4 separate regions of the Mus musculus genome follow, and all the other regions are linked to region 1. A link is a contact called in public promoter capture Hi-C data. All regions are on one chromosome and are shown on one strand. Each heading gives the region's core, a stretch centred on a gene start, on an enhancer-like site or on the middle of the called end of the contact. The rest is flanking DNA. Distances are from core to core; before and after follow the strand shown. Region 1 holds the start of Dnajc3 (DnaJ heat shock protein family (Hsp40) member C3). Region 2 holds the start of Ubac2 (ubiquitin associated domain containing 2). Region 3 holds the start of Stk24 (serine/threonine kinase 24). Region 4 overlaps Stk24 (serine/threonine kinase 24).

Region 1 (4,770 bases), core at 1,313-3,812:
CAAATATATTGTTTTAAAAAACAATTCCTTTCCTTAGGAAACTTTTCAGTTCTTTTCAAGGCCAGAAGCATAAGGCACATCGAGGGATCAGACACAAGTGTTTTCACTTTTTCTTTTTTCTCATTCAAGATACTTCAGTGTTTTGTTGGTTCCTTTGGCCAGAAGGTCCTCACTTGTGTGGGGTCTTCACTTGAGGGCAGTGGGCTTGTCTACCACCTTTGCACTCCACCTTATGAGTCATGTGTCTGTGTGTATCTCAAACAAACACATTTCAACAACACCTGACGCTTCTTCATTTTGCTTTTTAAAATTTTTTTTTTTAATTTTGCTCCTATATTTTGCTCTTTAGCAACATCTTTGGACACTACTACAGTTTAGAAGAACATTAACCTGCTTCATAAAACTTCACTGTTGAGGGTTTGGGGTCATACCCAGTCTACAGATGAGGACAATTGATATAATAGCCCTGATTCCCTGAATCTAAATAGTGTGCTTTTCACCAAGGCTCACCAGGGACTCATTTCTTCCAACCAGGAACCATTTCCTTTACATTCTCTCTCTCTCTCTCTCTCTCTCTCTCTCTCTCTCTCTCTCTCTCTCCCAATTTGGTTTTTTGAGACAGGGTTTCTCTGTATAGCCCTGGCTGTTCTGTAACTCACTTTGTAGACCAGCCTCAAACTCAGAAATCCGCCTGCCTCTGCCTCTGCCTCCTGAGTGCTGGGATTAAAGGCATGCACCACCATGCCCGGCACATTCTATTTCTTTGGAACAGAACAAGACCTTTCTTCCTTTTTTCACCCTTTGTAGTGTATCTTCAGGAAATCACAAATATGTTAGGTTTCAAATTTGAGACAAATGGCTGAGGTCCTATTTAACATAGCAAAGTTCTCCCAACATCCCTCAGTCCCTATGTGTTGCAGCTATGGCAGGCAAGTCCAGCCCTTTACTCAGAATTCTCCAGCTTTGGGGCTGGGCTTCCCTTCCTCCAGAGGCGCTTCCCTATATAACCCAGCCGTTTTGGCCAGCCATCTTTCTTTTTCTTTTTGGTAACCTTTGCCCTCTTGGCTGCTGCACCTGGTTCCCTTCCCCCTTTTCTCACACAGCTCAGGGCCATGTCCACTCTCCCAGATGTCTCTATCTCCCTTTTACCTACACCATACCTAAGAGCAGCCACGTCCTTTTTTTCATTCAAAAGTCATCATAATGTGTAAGTCCTTGTAAGCATGAAGTAACACTAAGGTATCAAAAGCTTTGAATAACAAACCCACGTTATTTAGCGATGTGTAAAACGTTGCTGCCATATAGTGTCTGTTCAAACAGAGCAGCTATGGGCGTAACCTACCTGATTAATTTAACGACAATCTTGTCCAAGTTCTTATGTCTTTGAATGAAATAGGCACAGTAAAGAAACCCAAATAGACACTTGGTGGGTGTATAAGAGAAAAGTTTATTCCAAACTAAGGTCATTGCTTGGGAAAGCAGAGGGCTAATACTGAAGACTGAGCAAGTAATGGGTAGGGACTTTGTTATGTAGGGTGAGCTAAAGGCACTGGAAGCATTTTAAGGATGCATCAATAGATACTTAGTCTAGGGCAGGAAATAGCCCCAGAAACCATTAAGCCAACCTAAAAAAAAAAGTGATTCTGGAAGTTTCTTTGGCGAGACTGAGAGGACTGCGGATTTTAAGAGAGCCACCCAGACCAACTGTGAGACTTGGTAGAATGGCTCTTGCATCTCTGATCCACTAGCAGACCTCAATAGTGTCAGGTCCCCCAAGAAATTCCTTTCCCCCAGGTAGGGCATCTAGACAAAAGCCAGCATTCCCTCGGGGTGGTGGTGGTGGTGAAGATAGTTCCTACTTGCTAAGTGGAGTTATTCTCCTATCTCTGGGAAAAGGGACATTTGGCTCTTCCATTAACTTATGACAGTGGGGTCTATTAGCCCGTCAAGGTCCCATATAACCCAGAAGATAAATCCCCACCATCACCCCAGCCCGCGCAGCGCTTCTCTCTGCTTTCCCGAGAGACAGCCTTCGCAGTTTGGAATAAACTTTTTTTTTCCCCTTTTCACCCACGGAGTGGCTATTTGGGTTTCTTCCCCCATTTCATTCAAGAAGTCCAGTCATCTCTCTCGGACGTCCCTGGAGACTTCCTGAGACTCTCTGGCCTTACCAGCCCAGGCGGCGGCGCCTTATCCCCCAACACTACCCGAAGGAATCTGGGCTCGCTCCAGGAACCCGCCGCCCCTGCCAAGCCAGCCCGCGAGGCCGGCCCAGAAGGGCTCTAGGGCCCGCGCATGCGGACTCGGCGGCCGCAGCCCGGCCTCCCCAGCCTCTTCCTCCTCGGCGCTCGGCGGCGGTTTGGAGCCCGCTGACAGCTCCACGACCAGCGGACGCAGCCTCGTCTTGTGCTTCCACGTTATCCTATCAGAGGCGGGGCGGGGCGCCAGCCCCCACAACCAATCAGCGCCAACCACGACCCGGGCGAGCTGGGCCGCTCTGTGGCCAGAAGGAAGGCGATTGGGCGGCGGCGGCGCCCGGGGCGTGGCTCCGCGGGCCCCGCCTACCGCTGTTTTCCGCCGCCGGGCGCCAGCCGCCGCTGAGGCCCGAGCGCTGACCGAGCGAGCGAGCGAGTGGACGGGGCGCTTCGCTGCGGGCTGTTGGCCGCGCGGGCTGCTGGGCCGCGCACCTTCCTGCTCTTCGGCTCAGGCGCCCTTGGACATGGTGGCCCCCGGCTCGGTGGGCAGCCGGCTGGGCGCGGTGTTCCCGTTCCTGCTGGTCCTGGTGGACCTGCAGTACGAAGGTGAGTCCCGCCCTGCTCCCGGGGCGGGCTTCGGGTCCCGGTCCCGGCTGGGAGCGGCGCTCCGGGGCGCGAGGCTGGGTCCGAGCCCGGTTCCGGTTCCGTGGGCTGAGAGGCGGGACTGGCGGGCCGCGCGCGCGAGGCCGGTTTCGGCGGCCTGGGCCAGCGCAGCCGGGAGTCCGGCGTCCGGGGGACCCTGGATCGGGGGTGCCGGGAGGAGGCGAAACGGCGGCATGCACGGGACGGGTCCCGGTTCCGGAGTGGCGGGCCAGGGCCCTTTCCGAAGCCAGTCCCATTCCCTCACGACCCCGCGTCGGGCGCGCAACTTAGGCTGGTGCCTGGAGAAGCCCACCTCTGGGCTCGGAGCTCCCGGCGCCTAACTTGCTGGGCTGGCTGTGGCTTCACAGTTCCCAGCAAGGCGACATTCAACTTTGTCCCCCCACTGACGTTACTTTTTCTAGTCATCGCAAAAAAAAAAAAAAAAAAAAGTCTCTTAAAAAAAAAAATAGGGAGCGCTTACGTTTCACCCTGGGCTCCAGACTGGAATGTTGGCTACTCCCAACAGAATAGCAAAAAATAGAGGCCTGTCCTATCTTGGGTGTCAGAGCGGGGAGGAGTTAGACATTGAAGCCCCAAATGCCCACTGAACTTCCCAACTTGGTTACGGTGCTGTAGTGACATCTGTCCTGGGCACTGCTCTGTACTCATTCCTGTAAGTCTGGGGATAGTTGTCATGGAAAGAGTAAACAGTTGAATATTCCATTTGGAGGGACTGAGGAACTGAAATTGGGAACAGTTTATGATGAAACCATCATAGAAGTCTATGCGGGTTTCTTTCTTTCTTTTTTTTAAAGACATATGCTTAGGTTTTTAACCATTAAAGGTATGGTTTTTGTTGGTTTTGGCTTCCTGATCACCATACGTTCTTTGAACCCCAAATCAGAATGTGTACTGTGGCAATATTGAGACCAATAATTTGATGTTGGAGCCAGCCTCAAAAGTGAGGGGATTGGAATTTGAAGGCCTGGACCACTTTAGTATGGGTCATATGTTCTAACTTTCTTTCATTTTCTAATTCTTTCCATCTGCATTGATTGTGCCCAGTTATCATTAGTGACTTATTTTAGTAACTTAAGGGAAAGTTGTCTATGCTCTACTTAGTGTCGATTTAACTTACTCTCCAGACATGGGAGTGCTTATTTTTGTTTGCCTTACCTCATCCAGGAGCTTGTAGATCAAGCACCTTATTCGAGTTTCTGTTCTTTGCAGGATTAGGACTTTTAGCATTTCATCTCTCTACTGTGGTATTTCTATAAGAAAACTCCGAGTTTTCCCGTCAGGAAAGCACCAGTGGCCTCTCTGAGGAGAAAGCCAGTGTTGCTTTTCCAGGAGTATTACCTGTGCAGAATGGCAGGTGATGGAGAAGGAAAGAGCATTTCTGTAAGCCAGCTCTTATTCCACAGAGATATGTGATAGTCTCTGTGTTACACATCTGGGAGCTGGTGTTCCAAGAGCTTAATGAAAATTTATCTTGGGACTGGAGAAATGGTTAGTGTGTTTGTTGGCCTTGCAGAAGACTGGAGTTGCATTCCTAGTACCAGATCAGGATGCAGTGAGTTAGTTGTAATTACTCACAACTCAGTCTTCTGGTTCCACAAGCACCCAAAGAGGGGTGTGTGTGTGGGTGGGGGGTGGGGAGAGAGGGAGAGAGGTGGGGTATGAGAGAATGAGAGAACACATGCACACACATGAGCCCTTGTGTGTGTGTACACAGAGTAAAGAAAATCTTTAAAAATAAAATTTACCTCTGTATGAAGGTGGGAACAGGAAATTGTACATAGCATTCACTTCAAGCATTTTAAAGTCGGACGGCCGAGCAAAATCAGCCTTTTAAGTTAGCAATAGAAAGTGACAGGGGGGGTGGTTTCCTGGCAGGCTCAGTGTAGTGGTCTTCCCAGGTGTGCTGGCTCAT
Region 2 (4,770 bases), core at 870-3,369, 2.9 Mb after region 1:
ACATACAAGCAGACCCTCATACATGTTAAATAAAAATGAGCCTTTTAAAAAAACATTAGGAATACTGTTCTAAGCCACTGTCTTCCAAACTAGCCTTTATCTACTACAGATAGGAACTGTGAAGAAATCTCTGAGAATGATTAAACGCTGAAAATGTTAAAATTCTTCAATATTAACCCTGCGTGCAACTTAATCCCTTCGCTTAACACTTCTGACATAGGTAAAATATATATCTAAGTTGTCCCATATTTTGGTATCACTACTTTTTTATTATAAAAACAAAATTATGTACACTTGTTACAGAGTAAATATTTTAAAACAACAGAATGGGAAATGCTTTATTTCAGGTGCAGAACAAGACGATCAAGCCTCTTTTCACAAAATAATCTTTAATTCAAGGAGCTAATGGGTTCTCAGTAAGATTTTTGGTGACTTGGGTTGTCAGTGACTTGCACACTGGCTGTTGCTACTTCTTGGTGTTTATAAATCCAGGTGACCAGAACTGCTGCACTGATGTTCACGATACTGGAAGAGGAAAAAAAAAAGTGTTTCCTGTGGAATAATTTTCAAGAGTTTCAAGTTTTGACCACTTCATTTTTGGTATATTTCCACTCAAGTGTTTTCATTTCCTATGAGCCCTGAATTTGTGACGATTGAGTTTTCATGTTGATATCAGTCAGTATGTGCAACTGCTACAAAACTTCTGACTACTGTTCATCTCACAGCTTTCTATCTTTTCAGATTTCAGATCTTCCAAACATACTAATGTTCAACGGAATGAGGAATTTACTTCATTTCTTCCTCTCTAACCCTGATTAGATAATAACCTTTTATAGTTTATATTAGTTTACCATAAGTGGTTACTATCTATAATATATAGGACTTAAGTAGACAGGATTAAATTTCAAAACAGTAATTTAAGAGACATAATGTGACTTTGAAGCTTTCCTTAAATCTACACTATCCCCCTCGTTTCTATGTATTTAACCACTATAGGGCCATTTCTTAGATGAATCAGGCAAAAATGTCCAAATTCAACCATTCAGTTTTGACACCGGGTACTTTCCTAGGCAAACCATTTTAAGGAAGAATGCTTTTAATGCCTGGCTCAATACCCTGTGGGGATTCCCTGCGCACTTCTCTCTTTTTAGTTTGTTGTGATGTTTTGGATGAAGTATATGAAGAAAAGCTCACCCAGAGTAGGTCTGGAATTAGAAAAGCAAGCACTTAGATTAAATGGCATTTTTCCCTCCATAAAATGTCAAAGTTTAAATGGTGGCTTCTAGATTACTTGCAACTGGGGATCTGCCTTAACACGCACTTGGTCGTCCTGCAGTTCCAGTTGGTTTATCAGGCGCTGGTTAATTGGAAAACCTTACTACTCATGGATGAAAAAGAACGGGAAAGGAAAAATACACGTTTTAGCATTACTACAAAAATCGGCCGGGTCTTCTGAACACCCTTCAGTGCTCCCAGGGACCCCATAGTTTGAGAACCAGTCTTAAGTGGGCTACAGATTTTGTGGGAATCAGCTTCTGCGAAGATCATAAGGAAATAATTTTCCTGCGAAATAACTCAACTGGATGAACATACAGTCCCCCCCCCCCCCCCCAAGCCCTGGCTGTCCTGGAACTCACTCTCTAAGACCTGGCTGGCCTCGAACTCAACCTCCCAAGTGCTGGGATTAAAGGCGTGCGCCACCACTGCCCGGAACAGAAAGCTAAGTGTATTTTTAAAACTTTTTCTTCTACTAGCCGTCTTGTCCACCCTCACCCCAGCAACCCCAGGTGCTTGGTGGGTCACCGGAAGCAGACTGTTCACTGAGCGCCAAGGCCCACACGGAAGTACTGAGCATGCGTGGGACTCGCGGCCGTCTCGCCCAGTGAAAGGTCAGAGGTCTCGAGAAAGGCCTGGTGTTCTGTGGCGGAAGAACCGGCTCGCTCACGGCGCTTCACGCCGTAAGGTTCTGTACTGGGAATTCTGGCATGCGCCAAACCCGCCCCGAACTACCGGAAGCAGCTACCATCCGGCTCGCCCGCACCTACGCACTTCCTCTCTGGGAAGGAAGGGGCGGGCTCTGGCCGAGTGTGCACGCCCCACGGGCTGCGCATGCGCCTTCTTCCTGGCGGCTCCGGAGCGCCTCGCCGGGCCGACTTCGCTCGCTGGTTGACAGTGCGCCTGCGCGGTCGCTGGGGGCTCTCCACCTCTGCCTCCCCTCCCCCTGACGCCCCGCGGGGGCTCCGGGCCCGGCGGGACCATGTTCACCAGCACCGGCTCCAGTGGGCTTTGTGAGTACCGGTTCCCTCATCCTTGGGCCGCCCTTCGCTCCATTCCGAGCTCTTCCCGGACCCGGCTCGGGGCAGCGGGGGACTCGGGGTTGCAGGAGGCTGGGGGCCCCTTGCCTCCCGCGCCCGAGCCTTGTCAGTTCTTGCTCTTAGGGGGCAGCGGGCGCCGCACCCACCATAGCCCCGAGGGCCGAGGGGGTGCCACGTCCATTCCGCTCCCGGCGTCTCCCACAAGGTGCGCAGCAGCTCCTGCCCTGCTGCAGGTGGGCTGGGCAGTTAGGGTCCAGCCGGGTGCCCCGCTCATCTCGTGGCCCGGGCCCACGCACGCACTTGGCGACTCGAGTGCGGGGCTGGAAGATGTTCCCGTGGGGGCGACGCTGGAACCCTGCTCGGTTCCCTCTCCCCCTTCATTCATACAGGCTTCTTTGGGACCCACCTGATTCCTGGAACGTGTGAATTTCATCCTCCGCTCCAGAATCTGCCCCCTCAATATTAACTTCCACGTACATCTTACCCGTTGTCCTTGAAGAGTTTTTGCGAGCTGAAAAAGTGAGCGCTTTTCAGTGAAGTTAGGAAGTCACTTGGCAAGAGAATGCAAGCTTTGCTTCTGGATGCCGCTGCACTCTCCAGGAGTGTCTGCGGTGGTCAGCAGGTAGAGGGCGGAGAAGTTTATTCAACCTCCAGGCACCCCCCCCCCCCACGACATTATGTTGAGTTGACTTTAGAGAGTGGACTCTTAACTAAACAGTGTTGAGATTAGGCATTGATACACTAACAGCAAACTGTTTGAACAAGCCGCAGTTCGCAGTTTCTTTCTCTGTCGGTATTTCCCATCTCTGCGTGTGAAGTTAATGTTGCTAGAGCACAGAAGTGCCTGGCATCTCCAGATGGTACATTCTGTTGTGAACGTCATGAGCCTTTCAAAGAACACTCCTGTTACATAGTCTGAGAGCTGACTGTCAGAGCCAGCGACATAATTTAAAGTCGTCCTCACCTCTCACCGTAATCTCAGGCTTTGAAGTAGGTTTAATGTTGTTTATGATCTCCATATTTAGTACCTAATTTAAGTTATGGAAACGTTGACGTATTGGCCCCAGAATCCATCAGAACTACTAGTGAGTTGGTCTTCAAACTACTGTTTGGATGAATAAGGTAGTGTGGCTTTCCTAGGGTTACACTATGTGGGTGGATCTGTCAACAGCAGATTTCTTCGATTTTAGTTGTTCTCAGCATCTTGAGGCACCCTTTTGTACCAAACATGTAAAAGTTAAAAAGTGACAGTCTGGGGACATGGCTCAGTGGTTATGAAGCTTGTCCTGCAGGCATGAATATCTGAGTTCTAATTCTCAATACCCATGTAAAAGCTAAGGCATGCAGTGTGTGTCTATAACTCACCAGTGAGAGGTGGAGGCAGGAGATTCCCCAGGGCTTTGCTGGCCAGCCAGTTTACTGTGTCAAAAAAAGTGGAGTGATTCAGAAAGACATCCCAATATCAGCATGCACACAGGTATACACGTGCACACACACGTGCGCACACATATGCACACGGGAGAAATCTGATCGAGGGCAGCACAGTATGGATTAGGTTGTAGTCGCATTTGTAGCACAGCTTTAAGAAAGGTAATCATTTGTTATAGCTGGCATGGGTGCGTGTTGAACAGGTGTGTTCTCAGGGCCAACTGTAGCCTAGGGAAAGCTGAGGTTATAGGTCCCTCTTGAGCTCCCTCGAGCCGGTGTTCAGAGCGGAGGAGTTACTGGGATGGCTTAGGTCATGCTTTAGGTGTGCATTTGACAAGCATCCAGGACCTGTGAACTGTTTGGTTTTGGAAACACGGTGTTAGGCAAGTCTTAGGTTCAATGTTTCTGATTTTGACAATAGAGCTTAGTGGTGGTTCTCCCTAGATCAGTCATTTGGCCGTTCCTGAATGTAATGACTTTTTCTTTTTCTTTCCTTTTGTTTTGTTTTGTTTTCTTTTTCTTTTTTTTTCAAGACAGGGTTTCTCTGTGTAGCCCTGGCTGTCCTGGAACTCACTCTGTAGACCAGGCTGGCCTCAAACTCAAGAGATCCACCTGCCTCTGCCTCCCAAGTTCTGTGATTAAAGGCGTGCGCCACCACCTCCCGGCTTGTAATGACTTTTCTTGCTTCAGTGTTTTCTCCTACATAGCTACTCCGCTGAGTGATGTCCTTTTAGGTAGGCAGCTGTGTGGCTCCGTGGTTAGGTCAAAGGTCTGATCCTGAGGAAGAAGCAAGCACCCTCAGAGGGGTGATTGATACATCTCTGCCTAGAGGCTGTGACTAGCCATCTTTCTGGCCATTTCCCGCACCTGCCTGCCCATCTGACATTTGTGATCAGGAGATAAAGGTGCTTTAGTGCTAACACTTCGCTCCCCTCCCGTTCATTCAGTTGAGGACCTCCTGAAGCCCTGCATGGTTTACATAGACAGTAATGTGGTAAACAGAGTAAAGGAGTCTAGCATCAAACAG
Region 3 (4,770 bases), core at 1,054-3,553, 2.4 Mb after region 1:
AGCTGCAGCTCCTGACTCCAAGTTGAAAATAAACGCGCTGGTTTTTCTTTTCTGGAGGGAAGGGAAGGAAGGAACAGTCTCCAATAATACACCAAAAATGTATCATATGGTTTGAAGACATACACAGGGGCGGGTACGACTGTGGGAAGCCACTTTTCCTCCTCTGAGGAACCAGAACAGACAAAAAAAATTAATACTAGTAAAAAAAGGTTATCGTCTTCACACCAAAAAGCAAAATTAAAACATCTTCCTTTCAAGAACACGTATGAAATACACTTTTTGGGTAAAGTTATTGAATTTTTCTTTTTCCCAAAATGAAGATTTTTTGGCCCATTCTTTAAAACAAACAGAAGCAGAATCCAGCTGGGAACCACTTGGTACTGACCCCACACACTGCCACATTAAGTATCTTTTCAAACACTTTCTTTTACAAAGGTTGGGGCTAGTGAAGAGGCTTCAGGGTGGAGCCAGGTAAATCACTATAGCAGCCAGAATGAAGAAAACGTGAAGAAATGTGCCACGAGGTCCTTCTGGCCACAGGTAAGAAACTGTCACCCAGTTGACCCTGATGTCTTGTCTCTGAAGTCAAACCAAGGCAAGAGTTGCAGGAGGCCTGGGGTGACTTTCAACTAGCGGCCAGCACCATCAAGTTTTAGAACGCAGGCAAGGTGAGACTCAGGAATACTTTGAGAGCACTTTTCCAGTGACACTTCTCAATTCCAACTTTATTATCCCTTAAAAATGACTCAAGTTCTAGTGGCCACTGAAGTGGTAACTTTGAATTCCTATTTTTCCAGAGTTCAAAACCGGGGCCAAGAAAACCATTTTCCTTACGTGGTATGGAAAGAAAAAAGAAGAAGAAAAGAGGGATAGGAACTATTTTCAGAAGTGGCAGAAGCAGTAAGAGGCAAGCAAGGTCCATGCGGCTCAACCCTGAAGCCAGAGAGAAGGCGCCTGCTGCATCTATAAACTGATAACCTTGGATATTCTGAGGTGTTTTGTTTTTTTTTTGTTGTTGTTGATTTTTGTTTGTTTTTTTTTAAGCAAAACTCTTCCGTTCACTTCCTTGGGAAAGCAAAACTTTGACTGGTCTTGCTATCTTAATCGCAATCATTATGTCTGTATTTATTATATACGCTCACAAACTTTACAAGTTTGAACAGACAAGTGATTGTTTTTCAAAGTGCAGAAAACCATCCTCAATAGCAAAAAAAAAGTTCGTGCATCCATATAAACTTGAAATTCAACTCCGTCCCCTCACCGCCCCCTTCCCCTCCGAAGAAAAAGTCACTGGCAGGCTAAGAAGATACAAAGTGTGCACCAAGAAGCCCGCTAGCACACAGTTCCTCTGGATGCCAACCGGTCTCAAAGTGAAAGTCCAGCAGCGGAGTCCTGGCACCCGAGGGATGAACCTGGGCTCTGCACACCAGGGCGCTCGCGGAGGTGTGGGTTCCGCCTCCCGAGTTTGCAACCTCGCACTTTCCGCACCAGAACTACAGGCTCCGATGCGAGGTTACATCTTCCTGCACCCCGCCCTGCGGCCCGCCCGGACTGTGACCAGCCGGGGCGCGCTCCCGCCCTGCGCTCGGGTCTCCCGCTTGAGGGGTCTGGGGAGGGACTTTTGCTAACTGAGGACGGACCCCAGAGTGCCGCTATCCCTGTCCCAGGCCCACATAGGGCCCAGGCACCAAAGCGGGGCCTCCAAGGACACTAGTTCAGACTCCTGCCCGGGATGGGCGCTCGGCCTGCGCGTCGGACTTGGGGAGCGCAAAGCTCCTGCACCCCACCTCGGCCCCAGGCCGCAGACCCCAAAGCCCCTCCACGTGCATACACCCGAGATCCCCGCCGCCCGAGTCGGCGAAGATCCCGGAGAAGCGGGCCCGGCTGGTTGGGGGGAGGGGGGGCGTGTTGACACCGCCAAGTTGCCCGCTTCCGCCCTGGCCGCAGCCCGACCGGGCCACCCCAACCTACCTGCATGCCCGGCAGGCCCGACTGCACCGGGGAGTGGGCCATGGCGCTCGGCGCCGCCACTTCCTGGCCCGGGACGCGCGGAGCCGCGCGGCGAGCAGGCCCGGGGCCGCGCGCAGCCCTCGGGTGGCGGGGCGGGCTCTGGAGCCCGAGGCCACCGCACCCCGGGGACGGTCTCAACGAAGGTTGGCGGGCCGCGGCCCCATACACTGAGCCTGGGGCGGGCAGTGGGGGGCGCGGGGGACGTCTCGAGACTGCGGCTGCTTCTCCAGGGATCCCGTCGCTGCGCCGCCGCGGTGCTCAGGTCGAGCCGGGCGGCCTGGGCCCGCGAGCGCTGGCCGCCTGGAGCCGAGTGGGCGCGCACAGTCCGCCGCGCCCCGCCCCGGCCCGGCCCCCGCGCCCGCCCCCGCGGCCCGGCCGGGGACCCCGCCCCGCGCTTCCGGGAGGGGGAGGGGGAGGGGAGGAGCCGCCGGGCGCCCTAGGCCGCAGTCGCGCCTCCCTGCGGGCGCGCAGGCGGGGTCCCCGGGGCCCGGCGGGCAGGCGGGCGCTCTCGGGTGCTGTGCGCCGGGGTCCTTCGGAACCGCGGGGTGGGCCTCGCGCGCGGAAGAGAGCTGAGTTTGGGGGAGCGAAGAGCACCGCCCACTCCTACCCTTCCCTCTCCACCCGCCCTGGCCCTCCAGAGGCCAGAGTCTGCACTCGGGGTGTCCCCAGAGGGGCCTAGCCTGGGGCCTATTCCAAAAGCCCCGGCCGGAGCGTCCTCACTGTACGAAGTTTCCAGCCAGATCAAGGAAGAAACCCCAAGGGTAGAGAGGGCGGTTTGTGTGCACTGCCTTGGGTACTGAACTCAGCCTCGCCTGGGCCGCCGGCTGTGGAAACTTAGCTGGACAGAGGAAGGGCTGGGCCCCGCCATCTCTGCGCTGCGCACAAGAAGGGAAAAGTGGGGTGCGGAGGGGTGCTGGAGGAAGGGAAGACAATAGAAGGAAACCGCGTCCCGACTCTTACCCAGCCCTCCCCTCGCTTCACTGCTCCTAAGGCCGTAGGCCCTCTCTGGGCACCAGCTCTGCCCTCCTCCTAAGCTGCCGCTTCTGCAGCAAACAAGGAAGGATGGAGTGAATCCATGCGGTTCCAGGAAGTACTTTATTTACAAGTGGCAAATAGGAAGTGGTCTAAGAGTCAGAATCGCTGTGTCTCTCGCCATAGGGACCCTGAGGCCTCATTCAGGAGTGCCCGCTTTGCCCCACAGCTGTGCAAGGTTAACCATACAAAATGAGTCCCCAAGAGTTCAGAAATAGAGGACGCATAAATCCTCGACTAAGGTAGAGAAGAGATTATTCTCTGAGGTGTCCTTGTATTCCAAGAACACAGGCTCCCTCTGGGTCCTGCATCAGAAGTTAAAGTAAGCCGAATACCCTTTGGAAACCTAGCCTAGGAGACCTCCAGGATGCTAAGATGTATTAGAAGGCTTGCATGATTACTCCTGGTCACCTGACTGAGATGCGTTGCCACTTCTAAAGAGTAAACTGAAAACATTAAAAGTATGAACCCATATAACCAAGAGTTTATGTGTTCCCTAAGCAGAAGAAACCTAAAAAGAAAAGAAAAAAAAATGGAGTACTTAATGAATACAAGGGAAAATGATCAAGACCATGAATCTTGAAAAGGCATATATTATTCAACCTCAAATTCTACCTAGAATAACATGAAAGAATGACCAGAAATACAGGAGTCTCTACCAAGAGGCAGCGACTTTCAGCCTTGGAAATGTCTGATTACATAAAGAGTACTTTCTTACTACTACTACTTCACCAGGTGTGGTGGCACAAGCCTTTAACCCCAGCATTTGGGAGGCAGAAGCGGGCAGATCTCTGTGAGTTCAAGGCCAGCCTGGTCTATATAGTTCCAGGACAACCAGGGTTATACAGGGAGACACTTTCTAAAGAACATGACCCCCCCCCCAAAAAAAAAAAAGAAGAAAAGATATTTTAGTAGGTCATGTTTAGTAATTGTGATAATGTCCCTCAGAGGCTCATGTATCTGAACACTTGCTCCCCAGTGGGTGAGTGCTATTTGGGGAGGTATAAGCAACCCAGCCTTGCTGGAGGAAGAATTCCTGGTGGGAGTGATGGTGAGCTTTGATGTTTCAAAGCCTTGCCCAGTGCTCTTCTCTATGCTTGGTGCTTATGGTTCAAGACCTGAGCAATCAACTTCCTATGCTGCTGTCATGCCTGCCAAGCTCCCCTGCCACCACTGACTCTAGACCCTCTGGAGCAATTCACCCAAATAGATACTTTGTTATAAAAGCTGCCTTTGTCCTGGTGCTTTGTCACAGCAGCTAGGGAGATGTAACTAATGCAGTAATGTAGAAAGATAGTTTTATTACATAGTGTCAGGAAAATATAGGATACAAAACAATAATATGTAATCTGAAGTCCTAACACTAGGAGGTAGAAACAGGAAAATCAGGAGTTCAAGGCCAGTTTCTCCTACATACTGAGATACAGACCAATCTGGGCTAGGTGAGACCAAAAATAATAAATAGGTAAATAAAAAATAAAAAGGGTAGACTGATCACAAGCTACTGGAATTATACATCTATGCACAGAAAAAAAAGTCCAGCTATACACCAGGATTTAGCAGTGATTATTATTCCTGGACTTAAAAATGGTTTCTTCAGTCTCTGCTAACCTCCACCTATGAAGACACCATGCTAAAATGTGTGCTTAGGATCAGCACAGTCAAACCAATAGCATGACTGAGGACGAAGAGAAAGGGGACAATCAGAAGTGTTGGAGAACTGTTCTT
Region 4 (4,770 bases), core at 1,548-4,047, 2.4 Mb after region 1:
CCCTGAATAGAGGAGATGGCTCAACAGCTAAGAGTTAAGAGATGGCTCAGATCCGGACACCCACATAAAAGTTGGGTGTGGCCGCACATGCATCTGTGACCCCAGTTCTGTGTAGACAGGGAGTCATAGAACAGGACACAATGTCCTCCTCTGACCTTTGTACGTGTATCACAAGCATGGGCACACTCACATACCCACATGCACACACTGGCACACACAATAGTCAGTCAGAGGCAGAGAGAGAAAAACAGAGGTCAGGGGTTTCCCTGAGACACTGAACAGGACCAGAGATGAGGTCAGAGCTACTGGGTTGGGTAAGTGTTTGAAATATCACAAATAAATTATACAGTTCATTGGTACATGAATACTGGCACTTTTTATTATCACCAAAATGCAGAACAACGAAGAACCATGAGAAATGCTGAGGGTCTATGCAGTCCAGTAACCACAGCAATTCCACTCAAGAAAGAACATGCTGGCTGACTTAAAAGAACAGTCCCATGAGAAGGGAACAGGAACTTCACAGTAGGGTGCAGAAAATCCGAGGCCAAAGCTTGCACAATCTCACGCACAGCCGTGAGTGGGGTGGAAGCCAGGTCTCCTGTGGGCTGTGAGCAGTATTCAGCAAAGTACTGTAGAAGCCACATTCCTCACTGCTCACCTGATTCCAGGGATGCCTACCTGGCAAGGCACACCCTAGTCACACTATCACACCACCAGGAATGAAACCTGATGCCGCCTTGCAGGTAAACTCACCTTCCCATGAATATTTTATAAAAGCAGGAACAGTGAGTGTCAAGAAACCTAGCATTCTAGAAACCAAGCCAAACTGGGGATATGCAGGCTTCAATCAATGAAAGTGTTTCTTTTACCTGAGGGAACTTGGCTTTTAAAGGCCACTAAAGAGCGAGCTTACCTCCTCAAAAACTCACACAGGTGGGCATGAGGGTCTTCTGCCCTAGCTTAGGGGGGCATCAGGGACAGAGCAAGAACAGCAGCATGCACAAGTCACTCCGTGCTAGCCAAGCCCTGCTTCTCATTGAAACCCTGAGGCTCTGTGCCCTTGGACAACTGGCACCACATCAGCCGTCCCGTGCTTAGAGAAATGAGAACTCTGTGGTGCCGCGCCAGACTGAGGGCGCATGGAAACACAGACACACACACCGACAGATACACACACACACACACACACACACACACACACACACACACACGTACACACCTCTTTTTGCTCACAAGCCATTGAGCTGACAGGTGCTGGCTTAAAGCAGCAGCCGTCAAACCCTGCGCCAGACCATCAGACGGCTGATATGGAACAACCGGTACATTGCCTAACCAGGCCAGCGATTGCTTATACTGGGGGGGTGGGGGTGGGGATGATGGCCAACACCACCAGGAAATGCCACAATTTTCAGAAGCATTTTTGGTGCACCAATCTACCAACACCAAAAAAACACGTCGTCTTACTACCACCATTCCAGCTGCCCAATGACAGGCCTGTAAGCACATTCTAACTCTACCCTGACAGCTCCTACTTCCTTCCGAAGTGTAGCGCAAGTCCCTTAGAGACTTAGAGAGTACTGGCAGAACTCTAGTGAGTCCTCTTCCCGCTCTGCCTCACCATGACTCCCTCAGACCCGGCTCTGAAGGACAGGCTATTCATCAAGGACATTCACTTTCATTGTAAAGTAACAGAAGTCTACTGAAGGGTCAGCAGGTCTTCTCGGGAGACTTCAGATAGAGAAGGCCAGGACTGCTCATCTTCACGCATCTACCATCACTGAGTGCATCTGAGGCAGAAATCCTTTCCTAGAATGGGCTTTTACCTCTGTACCTCTGTATTATTTGCTCTGAGTTGTTCATCCCTTACACTGAGCTAGTTAACACAGGACAAAGCCTGTCAGACAGGTGGCATTCGGTAAGGTCAGCTAGGTGTATCAGGAAGATAACCCAGAGGCAGGCGCTATTCCTGCTGCCTGCAGGACAAGGACCCAGCAAGGTACCAGCAGACAAGAGGAAACACTGCAGTCCCAAGAGGAGAATGCTCAAAGGCAAGTAGCTTAACCGGGAACATCCCTACCACCTCATTATATACACACTAAGGAGACAGCCCAAACTCCCCCATCAGATTCTCAGCTCTGAGGAGAGGACCCAGGCCAGACCATGTCACTGTTCTGTGCCTGGGCAAGTTGCCAGGAGGATGCTCACAAATGACCCAGGCGTGCAGCTGCTCAAATTTGCAGCATTCCGCTCAGCTCCAACCACTCCCAGGCCTGCAGTCCTCCCGGAAGCCCCCAGCACTTAGGAAAGCAGTCTTCCGGGTCAGAAGGGCCCGAGGTCTTTGTCCAGTTAAGCAGAGCTCTGCTGTTCTGCGAAACAGGAAGTCATCTCTGCAAAACTCCCGATTTTTCTGATGCTGCCCACCAGGTGGTCAGGAGGTCCAGAGAAACAGGACCACTACAAACTGCTGCTGTTCAAAGATGAATCAAGGCCTGTCTGGGCTGTAGACTACTGAGAACCTCTGTTACGATAAAAAAGGAGCAAGAGGGTTGGAGACGTAGCTAAGTGTTATGAAAAGCACCCAGCAAGCACAAAGTTCTAGGTTCCGTTCCCAGGACCACAGACACAGAAACAACTGAGACACGTACACGCAACCATCACCATCACCGTGCTATATGGAAAGAGCCAATGGCATGTGTTTCCATTCATAGAAAAAGCCAGAGGAAGGCAAAGTTACAGAGCCACAACATATAAAGTAGACATGCTGTGGTCTTTGGGTTGAGATGTGAGACAGACTGCACGGAGCTGTGATGGAACGGAGAGGGAGTTAAGACAGGTACATCCTTTGGTCACGTTCTCAGTACAGTCTCTGAATTGCACATCTGAAGTGGGCGTCCTGGAGCATAAATGCATCTCAGCAAAGCTATTTTAAAGAAAACTGCATTTGATCCATCTTTATACAACAAGACCACAGGATCCCTAAGGGCAAATGCCTTTTCCTGGGCCTTCTCTCTCCTGCTTCTGGAAAAATACCTGGTATAGGGTGAGAGCATATATGTCCAGAGGAGGAAGAGCTGCTTTGCTGTGATCTGAAACTTGAAGACTTAAACACACTTTTTACATCTGTTCTTCCTCTAAGCAACCGGAAACACAGTATCTGTGGTGCCCTGAGACAGGCAGTGGTGCACAGCTGTGAACTCCAAGGAGGATTTCAAGTTCAAGGTCAACCTACACACAAGATCCTGCCTCCAAAGGAATGAAAATTCCTTGGACTGCAGATTGCCGTGAAGTACAGTGGTTGCTTCTGTTGATGTAATAACACCCTTCCTCACAAAGCCCTCAATGTAGCGATGTAGCGTCAGATCTGTTACATTGTACTTTTAAGTAGCTACTTTACTATTACCTCTCTAGGGATGGGTCTCGCATCAAGAAGCAAACTGCCTAACCCTTACCACTTCCTGAAGCAAACACTGGCAGAGACAAGATTTGAGGACATACCTCAACAGCATGAGGGCTTCTTATTTACTTAGTGAATTGCATGCAGGAGCATCCCTGAAGCCCAGGGCTAATTTGTCTGCCAATGAATTCTTGGGACTATGAAAGTGATGCACATTATGTTCATTTCCACACACCCATCACTACTGCTGCCTTGGTGCTCAGCGGTGTGGTCAATGGTGAGAGATATATTCCATCACTATTGATGTCCTGGTGCCGTCACAGCGGAGAAGTAAAATCTTACATATGAAAAAACAAGACTGTGCGGGTTCCCCCTAAGCACAGCCTTTTCCCTGAGACTACCCAGAGCCATGGTTTCTCATTCTGTCCCCTCACCACTCTTCTCCAGCATCCTCCTCATGGATTTCAATCACAGGCCATTTATAACTTCCCTAGGTTCTACCCAGCTGGAAGGCCACACTTGACTGCACTACGCTCTGGACATGGAAATCAGCACTTAGCCGGTGTTTTCCTGGCACGGCCTTCCACCAGCCCCAATGCTAAACAGTACGTCAGCCACTTTAAAGTATTTTAAGGATAGACTTAAATAAGCAATCCTTTGGGAGGTTTGCGATCCTAAATAAATACTGCCGAATAAGCAGTGTTCCCAGCCTACTTTCCCGTTAGGTGAAAGACAAAAAGACCGTCTAAAACAATACAGTCATTCAGACAACCATCACCAGAAAAACATCTCCACGAGGACTCTGATTCCAGCTTCTAGCCCTCCATTTTACAGATGGTAACTGAAATACAGGCAAACTTCATGGACTATATAAATCTGTTTTCTGTAGCTATAATGAAATGCCTGAAGCTAAATCACAAAAAAAAAAAAAGTTTACTTAGCTCAATTTTGATGGTCAAAAGTATAGTGTCCTTGAGCAGTGTCAAGTGACCTGCAGTATCACACAGAAATCACATGCAAAAAGAAAGGAAAGCATATGGCAAGAAGGAGCCCAGGACACAAGCAGAAACCAGAATTTCCTATTGATGGTTGTACTGGCTAGTTTTGTGTCAGCTTGACACAGCTGGAGTTATCACAGAGAAAGGAGCTTCAGTTGAGGAAATGCCTCCATGAGATCCAGCTGTGGAGCATTTTCTCAATTAGTGATCAAGGGGGAAAGGCCCCTTGTGGGTGGGACCATCTCTGGGCTGGTAGTCTTGGTTCTATAAGAGAGCAGGCTGAGCAAGCCAGGGGAAGCAAGCCAGTAAAGAACATCCCTCCATGGCCTCTGCATCAGCTCCTGCTCCCTGACCTGCTTGAGTTCCAGTCCTGAC

Evidence for each region. Promoter capture Hi-C pulls out the DNA fragments that hold promoters and counts their contacts. Capture Hi-C pulls out chosen DNA fragments and counts their contacts.
Region 2: a promoter capture Hi-C map of liver shows a contact between it and region 1, with 3 times the contacts expected there. The contact joins the promoter of Ubac2 here to the promoter of Dnajc3 in region 1. A contact is called at or near these places in 1 of 39 promoter capture datasets (liver) and 2 of 9 other capture datasets (adipose tissue and liver).
Region 3: a contact with region 1 is called in a promoter capture Hi-C map of pre-B cells. The contact joins the promoter of Stk24 here to the promoter of Dnajc3 in region 1. A contact is called at or near these places in 1 of 39 promoter capture datasets (pre-B cells), 1 of 484 Hi-C or Micro-C datasets (the G1E-ER4 cell line), 2 of 115 datasets of contacts at active chromatin or transcription factors (large pre-B cells and pro-B cells) and 1 of 9 other capture datasets (liver).
Region 4: a promoter capture Hi-C map of pre-B cells shows a contact between it and region 1, with 4 times the contacts expected there. The contact joins the enhancer-like site here to the promoter of Dnajc3 in region 1. A contact is called at or near these places in 1 of 39 promoter capture datasets (pre-B cells) and 2 of 115 datasets of contacts at active chromatin or transcription factors (astrocytes and large pre-B cells).

Annotation. Positions count from the first base shown.
Region 1 is chr14:118,935,370-118,940,139 of GRCm38.p6, forward strand. Dnajc3 (DnaJ heat shock protein family (Hsp40) member C3) reads left to right here and starts at 2,563. Exons shown (of 12, transcript NM_008929.3): 1 at 2,563-2,801. The coding sequence starts at 2,720.
Region 2 is chr14:121,876,487-121,881,256 of GRCm38.p6, forward strand. Ubac2 (ubiquitin associated domain containing 2) reads left to right here and starts at 2,120. Exons shown (of 9, transcript NM_026861.2): 1 at 2,120-2,288. The coding sequence starts at 2,258. It overlaps 1810041H14Rik (RIKEN cDNA 1810041H14 gene), which reads right to left and starts at 2,922. Exons shown (of 2, transcript NR_130999.1): 1 at 2,722-2,922; 2 at 373-525.
Region 3 is chr14:121,376,927-121,381,696 of GRCm38.p6, forward strand. It overlaps Stk24 (serine/threonine kinase 24), which reads right to left and starts at 2,304. Exons shown (of 11, transcript NM_145465.2): 1 at 1,972-2,304. The coding sequence starts at 2,013.
Region 4 is chr14:121,346,249-121,351,018 of GRCm38.p6, forward strand. The region is part of intron 1 of Stk24 (serine/threonine kinase 24); the gene reads right to left. Among named protein-coding and RNA genes, the nearest start is that of Stk24, 31 kb to the right of the region's middle. Within about 2 kb of position 2,798, at least 61 of the 459 cell types and tissues checked have an H3K27ac peak or open chromatin away from gene starts, as enhancers often do. A contact at or near this core is called in pre-B cells, where this site is marked.